2 separate regions of the Mus musculus genome follow, and region 2 is linked to region 1. The links are chromatin contacts, called in public promoter capture Hi-C maps. All regions are on one chromosome and are shown on one strand. The core of a region is the stretch at or near the end of the contact, and the rest is flanking DNA. Distances in the headings are between cores, read along the strand shown.

What was found. Promoter capture Hi-C pulls out the DNA fragments that hold promoters and counts their contacts.
Region 2: a promoter capture Hi-C map of neutrophils shows a contact between it and region 1. The contact joins the enhancer-like site here to the promoter of Lrrk2 in region 1. A contact is called at or near these places in 3 of 39 promoter capture datasets (the 3T3-L1 cell line, hippocampal neurons and neutrophils), 2 of 115 datasets of contacts at active chromatin or transcription factors (VIP interneurons and bone marrow-derived macrophages) and 1 of 9 other capture datasets (pancreatic islet).

What each region holds. Positions count from the first base shown.
Region 1 is chr15:91,671,558-91,675,418 of GRCm38.p6, reverse strand. It overlaps Lrrk2 (leucine-rich repeat kinase 2), which reads right to left and starts at 2,195. Exons shown (of 51, transcript NM_025730.3): 1 at 1,982-2,195; 2 at 1,714-1,799. The coding sequence starts at 2,138.
Region 2 is chr15:91,176,750-91,180,610 of GRCm38.p6, reverse strand. It overlaps Abcd2 (ATP-binding cassette, sub-family D (ALD), member 2), which reads left to right. Exons shown (of 10, transcript NM_011994.3): 4 at 1,370-1,535; 5 at 2,286-2,380. Among named protein-coding and RNA genes, the nearest start is that of Abcd2, 13 kb to the left of the region's middle. Within about 2 kb of position 1,765, at least 42 of the 459 cell types and tissues checked have an H3K27ac peak or open chromatin away from gene starts, as enhancers often do. A contact at or near this core is called in bone marrow-derived macrophages and neutrophils, where this site is marked.

The DNA.
Region 1 (3,861 bases), core at 946-3,445:
ATTCCCAGCACCAAAAATGCAGTGGAGGAGGAGGAGGGTGGAAAGAAGGAGGAGAAAATGGAGGAGGAGGAGAAGGAGAAGGAGGAAGAGAGAATGAAGAAGAAAAAGGGAGTGGAGTAGAAATGGATAAGGGGAATGAAAGAGGAAAGTTAGGGGGGAGACAGGGAAGAGAAAATTACAGTGTTTGGGGATATAGATCAGTAATCAAAGTAATTCCATTAGCAGATTTAAAGTCACAGATCTTGTCAGCACAGAGAAAGAAGGAGGAGAGACAGAGACAGAGCAAAGACAGACAGACACAAAAGGAAGAGATGAAAGGAGAAAGAGGTAAGCAATGGCTATATTCCAGATTCCCCTGGGCTCTCAGGTCTACCACTCCCTTCTGTGTTCAGTTGATTGAAAATCAGGGTCCAGTTTTTCCCAGTGGTACCAAGCAGGCGTGAGACTACCAAGTCTAGGTCTTGGCAGTGTAGGCAGCCAGAATTAGACACTTTTGAATATAAAGCAAGAAGGGTGATGTAGGTGGAGAACAGAAAGCACCTTCAAAATGATTCATATTCCGTGGGTAAAATTCAGACTCTTGGTGCTAAAAAGTACAGTATCTTTATCATACCTCCATCTTCCTCTTGATTTTTGTCTGATAACAACCTGAAAATGACTAGTCAGATAGGAAAGTTTCACAATTGGAAAAATAAAAATATTTACTGCAGATAAAAGTATGCTTTTCTAAAAGAAAATTAGAGCCAGGTATGGTGACATATACCTATAATTATAGCACTGGGGAGCCAGAGGCAGGAAAATGGCAAGTTCTAAGTAGTCTGGGTTATACTGTGAGAACTTGACAGGGTGGGAACAGAGGGAGAAAGAGGAGGAGGCAGGAGAGGAGGAGGAGGAGGAGGAGGAGAGAGAGAGAGAGAGAGAGAGAGAGAGAGAGAGAGAGAGAGAGAGAGAGAACTTGGAGACTAAGAAAAGTTTAGTCTCTAGAATGACTATGAAGGAGTATTCTATTCTTCCCGTGCCTCCAGAGTTCCCCGACAAATAACTCTCAGTATTTGGATGACAAAACTGATTTCAGTTCCCCAGATCGCAAACCTCTAAAGGAAGTTAGCACCTTCAGAAGTAATTCTGTCCTGACTGAAAGCCATTCTTACTTATCCGAGTCTGCTTTAAAATCACAGTTAATTACATAGCCTACTTCTGGACTTCCTGTGACACAGATCCAGACAGAAGTTCTACTTTTGTATCCACTTTGTATGATAACAGCCGCAAAGTAGAAATGTAAACACGGCAGGCGAGGGGGCATTCGGGAAACATCACTTTCTTTAGATACTGGGTGATATACACTGCAGGAAGAATCCTTGAAATGTGTCTTCTAATTTAAAAGTATAAAAGCAAACTGACCCTAGACTTGACTGTTTTATTACTGTTTTTTTAATTACCCTCCCTTGCTGGAAATATTCACTGCACTGCTCTACCAGAAACTCGCTGTATATTAAGGAGCATTCTTAGAATAGTTTGAAAGGTTAACGGACTCACCTTGCCAATAAGAGCCCTGTTTTCATTTTGCTGCTACCACCACCCAGATAATGTCAAAGGTGCTTCTCCTCTGCCAACATTTGACAAGATTTCCCCTCTTAAAGCAAATCTCAAGACCCCGGGACATAAGGCCTATCACAGAACAGTCTTCAGGAACAGATGGGAAGGCCCGCTTACCTGCTGTACACTGGCAACTCTCATGTAGGAGTCCAGGACAATCAACAGAGGCACGTGGAAATTTTTATCTTCAAATAACTTGGAGGCTGGAAAAGAAGGGGGCAAATGGGGGATGAAAACAAAGTCACAAACCACGGCATCCTGGCATCCTTTCAATCTTCCAGGGATCTCAGCTCCTTCCTCCCTGAAGGAAAGGAGTGGGGTGCCCAAGATTAAGACTCAAGTGCAGGATAAAGTTTGCAGAGGAGGGAGGGGCTGCAGGCATTACCGCGGTCCGAGTAGGTGAACACCAGCATGTCCTCCAGGAGCTGAAGCAACGTCTCGATCTGCTTGCCTTCCTGGACATTATTCAGCCTGACTATCAACTTCTTCAGAGCCTCCTCCTCCTCTTCCTCTTCGCAGCCCTGACAGGCGCCACTGGCCATGGTGCAGCCGGCGGGGACTGCGGCGAGCTGGGACGGCTCCTGCTCTCAGAGCTGCTCGGCCGCCTCCGCTGCAGGCCCAGCCCTCGGTCCCCAGCCGCGCCCAGACGGTGACGGCGACCGCCCCTGCCCAGTCTCAGCCCGGCCTGCCCAGCCGCATCGCGCCGCTGGGAACTCCGCCGGGGAAAAGCGAAAGCCGCCACCCCGCCACTAAGAATAGCAAAGGGGCGTTGGGAAAGGAGGACACCGCCCAGTTGGCCCCTTTCAGGAAAGCGGTTTCTTTTAAGAGTTCCCCCTATAGGGAGAGGAGTAATTTGCTCCCCAAAGAATGCAGCGTTTAACAATCAAAATCGGCCAGCTACATGGGCTTTAGGAGTTGTTTGCTTGTTGGTTATCCTGAGCTCTGGTTGTGGTTGCCAAAAGGCCTCTCTCTGTTTTGAGTTTGCAGGCAGGATCTGGGAGCTCTGATTCAGCTCTCAAGGATGGAACTCACAGCAGAGTCAGTGAAGCTAAGGTTGGAAGAAACAGTCTTTAAACGGCATTCTTGGTCTGAACTAGTTATTAGTACTGCTGCCCGGGCCTCTAAAGTTAAAAGGGGTATTCTGAAAGCCGGGGCAACTGCTAATTCCAGCACCTGGGAGGTGAAGACAAGAACCAAAGAAATCGGAGGCCATCCTTGCTTCATACAAGTTCAAGGCCAGCCTGGGCTATAAGAGCCTACCTAGAAAGAAGGAATGGGGGGAGGGGAGAAAGGGAAGGGAAAAGGAGAGGGAGGAAGAAGTAGAGGAAGAAGAGAGAGGGAGAGAGCAGGGGGAGAGGGGGAGGGGGAAGGAGAAGAGGTAAATGAAGAGTTGAAGCAGGAGAAGAAAGGGGAGGGGGCGGGGGAGAAGGGGACAGATCTGCAAGGCACAGTGCTAAAGCATCCCTGTGAAGAAGATGTTGCATCCCAAGAAGAAAGCAAAAGAAAATGCTCACGTAGTAAGGTTTTTCAAGAAGAGAAGTCTCTGGTACAGTGCTGTAGTCAAGGCTTGGATGTTCTATGGTCTCAGATGACCCAACCTCAAGGTTATTTACCCCGAAGGAGAATTAGAGCAGTTAATTTATTTCCTGGCTTCTAGTTCGTTAACATTCTGATAACAATTCACAAACGGATGAGGAGTTCTTTCCTGTCTGAGGAAATGTCTTTGGGATGGGTAAGAGGTGGAGGGGTTTGAGAGGCGGGTTGAGAGCCAAGACACAACTGAAGGTCAGGCTGAAAGTTTGTCCACACTCTGCACTTTCAGCAGAACAAGAAAGCAAGTTTCCATCAGCTTGGGTACTCACTGAGTGCTTCTTGTTGCCAAGGGTTTTCACCTTTGCGTGGTAGTAAAGTGCTAATATTTGCAAGGCTAGAATAGTTAGGATTTGCTTCCAAGTAACCCACGATTGAAGGGTGGGGTCAAAACGGGAAGAATTAGACATGAAATGAACTGGGAATTGTGGAAGGTAAGAGATGAATTCCTGGGGCATTGCTCCTCTCTGTGTGTAATTTTCCATAATGACAAAACTCTCAGCTGATGACATATATGAGACCTATATTACCTCTTCTATGCGCTTTCATGACATGAGGACCTCAGATTTTCTTTTCTTTTTTCCCCCGTATTTTATTTACTTCTTGTTAAAACACACACACACACACACACACACACACACACACACACACACACACACCAAAAACCTTGCCAGA
Region 2 (3,861 bases), core at 516-3,015, 490 kb after region 1:
ATGGTCAAATTACAGCTTTCCCTTCCGTCAAAGGCCTGTGACACTAACACCTATTCGTTATAGTTTAAGCTTTATGCACAAAGAGCTCTGTGGCCATCTGCCGGCATCCGTGGGTTAATCTACATATGACAGTAAGGACATGCATAATTAACGTGTCAGGTTCCCAGTTCTTTCGCTGAGGCAAATGATATGGATAAGACAAGTCACCTTTCAAGGTCTCCCCCCCCACCCCCCCTTTTCTCCCAAAGCAAGCTGTTCTGGAATAATCGAGAAACAGCAGGAGCTTGACCCAGATGGACAGCTGGCAGGACCAGAGCAAAGCATCTTTCTGTGGAGCTTTGTGAACTGAAGCATCTCTTAATCTTAGCTTTAAAAAAAAAATCATGTATTTATAGTTTTCCTTGAGCGTTTAGATCACATTCGGCTTGGAAAGAAGCTAGAATGTGGGGCTGAGAATATCCAGGCGTCTCTCGCAGGGCTCGCTTTCGCAACCTGTGCCCTCTAGCACATATAGTCTTCTGCCCAAACAGGAACTTTGGCAATATTTGGATTAGAGACATTCATTTTTAAATAAGAAAAAGCAAGTATTTTTTTCTGCTATTTACGGTATTCATATCCACATGTGCCTTAAACACACAGGCTCGTTGATGCTGCTTATGTTTTTAGGAAAAAAAAATGCTTCAGGTTATATTTAGAGACAACACATATAGCTGAATGAATTGTTTGCTTTTGAAAGTGTAACTAGTAAATAGAATTAGAGCTAGTGTCATTGTTCTGTTTCAAGTTTTTTGAATAATTATGCATATCCGTGGAGGCATGAACCCAGGGCTTCATGGATGCTAGACAAATGTCCCACCTTGAGGACAGATACACAGCCTGATGGTCTATTTTAGATAGGGAAAAGAGGTGAGGTGGTGGTAGCAATGCATGCTTTCAATCCTAGGATTTGGAGACAGGGCAGGCAGATCTCTGCAAACATGTGGCCAGACAGAACTACACAGTGAGACTCTCGACTCAAAACAAAGAAACTAACCAACAAAAACAAATATAAAGCAGGCCAAATCAAAAAGGTGACTGAAAGGCCCTCATGACTCATTAATCTACAAACACTTCTCATTTCCCTTTGAACACTAAAGTAAATAAATGTTTTTGTTTTATAACTCCAATGACACTTGTACCAATGTCTTCCTTTATTGTCCCAAGAAGGCTCTTCAGTCATCTGATATATTGGTTTTGTTTCTGTTTTTGATTTGTCATATACAACAAAGTGGAATCTTTAGCAACAAATCAGGAAGTTTACATAGTACACATATTTTTAAAAATCGTCTATCATGGCTCTATTAACTTATTCTTTATATGTTGATTTTAGATCACTGAACTAGCAGGTTATACTGCTAGAGTATACAATATGTTCTGGGTCTTCGATGAAGTGAAGAGAGGCATTTATAAGAGAACTGTCACTCAGGAACCTGAAAACCATAGCAAGCGTGGAGGTAACCTGGAACTACCCCTCAGCGACACCCTGGCCATCAAAGGTAATTAACTTCAGGCTTTGGGTTTGTTTTGTTTTATGTTTGTTTGGTTTTGTTAGTTATTTTTGACATGTTCATTACAGGTTGTTGTCATTTTATGAAAAGAACTAAAGGTTTCTTCTTTAGGAAAGAGCTTTTAGTCGTGACAGGAAACTAGTATTTAGTTCTATTTAAACAGCAGTATCTGTGTTTAGTGTTGCAATTGGTGTTGCAATGATGAATAGTGGAGCCCTAAAGAAACAGGAAACATTCGCAGGAAACTGTTTGCAATGGGTTTGCAGACAGCACTCATGGCTGAGTGAACTGTCCGCTTTTAAATTTTGAACTCATAAATAGAATTAGTGTTAGTGCTATATTGCTTCTCATTACTCTGTGTTTCTAAGTGTTTATCGTGTGCTGAAGTATATCGTTTCTTGATTCCTTTCTTGGACAGTGTATATTTTTCTCTTGTAGGAAGTAAGGGAACAGAATAACTCTAAACAATGTGACTAAATTATATCAGATATAGGTTATATCTACTAGGATAAAGATATTGTTATTTGATTATAAAATTATTTTATCTGAAAGATTTTCTAAATAGATTAAACTATATAGGTAGATATTTAATTGACTTCATGTATATTTTTTTTCTATGACTTACCGGTGTGAATTACTTTTATAATAGAGTTTGCCCATTCTGTTGTATTATTCTTCCAGCTAATTAAAAGAAATAATGATATAGCCTTTGTAACTTAAACTGTTCCTTGATTATAGGAACAGTTATTGATGTGGATCATGGAATCATTTGTGAAAATGTTCCCATAATTACACCAGCGGGCGAAGTGGTGGCTTCCAGGCTAAACTTCAAAGTAAGATGATATTCAAGAAACTTCTGATTGTTGGCCTCACACTAATAGAGAGCAACTCAGAGTTCATGTACCTTATGTTAAATGCTCGGAGAGGAGCGTGTGGAAAGGGGAAATCCGAAAGGTATGCACAGTGGCTCAGCTGCAGAAGCAGTAACTCCCTCAGAAAGCAGAGTAAAAAGAGAACCATGATCTCCCCTGCTTCGGTGTCAGATTGAAAATCAAATTACAGCACACTGAGAGACAGTCAACAAAGCTCTGGGGCACAGGAACTTGTTATCTGGGAGTGAATTTTAACTTTTTATACTGGTTGATGAGAAATATCTAGTACTATATACTTTTACATGCTTTCTGAAATATTATCACTCCCCAGAGGCCATTATCAAATTTAGTTTTACTTATACGTGTTTTCTAACTTTAATTTTGACTTTAAATGATCAGAAGATTCATGGATTCAACTCTAGTTTTTGATTCTGTTGAAAATAATGTATTTAATATCCCATATCTTAATTATAAAACAAGAGTACAAAGACACTTTGTAAACCCAAGGCCCTGGTTTTAAAGCTTCTTGAGATATATACATTATACTAAGTATAAAATGGCTAACATGCTGTTAGTTACTTAGTAGTAGTAGTAATAGTAGTAGTAGTAGTAGTAGTAGTAGTAGTAGTAGTAGTAGTAGTAGTAGTAATGACATGAGCAACTTAGTATTACTTATGTCATTGTGTCAATACACAGACAACTTGAAAGGAAGTATTGAGTTGGCTCCTGGGTTCAGATTTATTTGGGATTAAGCTATCTCAAGGCTTTGGGAGTGAGGCATAGCTGAACATCTGCCAGGAACAATATGAAAGGAGGGTCCTTACTGCAAGCTGGGCAGCAAATGCAGAAAGAGAATCTGTGTTAGGCCAAGGTATGTCCCAAGCACACATCCTACTTCTTCCAAGTAGGACTCATGTCCGAGACTTTCCGCCACCTTCCAAAATGTACCAGAAATTGGAGACTTAGTGACCAACACGCAATCCCATGGAAGACATTTCAGATTGAAACTGTGTGAGCTATAATGAAGGCATTCGAGCTATGTTTAATCAAAGGCATAATCAGGCCCCATTCAAATTTATGAGCATCACAATACTAATGATTTTGGAGTCGATCTTAGCCTAGGCTCACTTATTTGAGACATATTTGTGATCAAACAGGCTTACTGGAAGTTGAGAAGAGAGGCTGGGATGCATTGAACACAGGGAAATCCTGTGCATAAATTGAAGAGGAATTGTTCACTCGGGATTTCTTATTTGATTATAAACCTGTAGAATAGTTTTATTATTAGGATATGACATGAGTGCCTGTTAGCTACTTGTTGCAAATACTATTATAGTTTAGCAATTTAGCAGGGGGTGTAGCTAAGGGGATAACGTGCTTACCTGGTGTGCAAAGCTTGAGTTCAGCCCTCACCCTGAAAAACCAAGTAACAAAACTCTAGT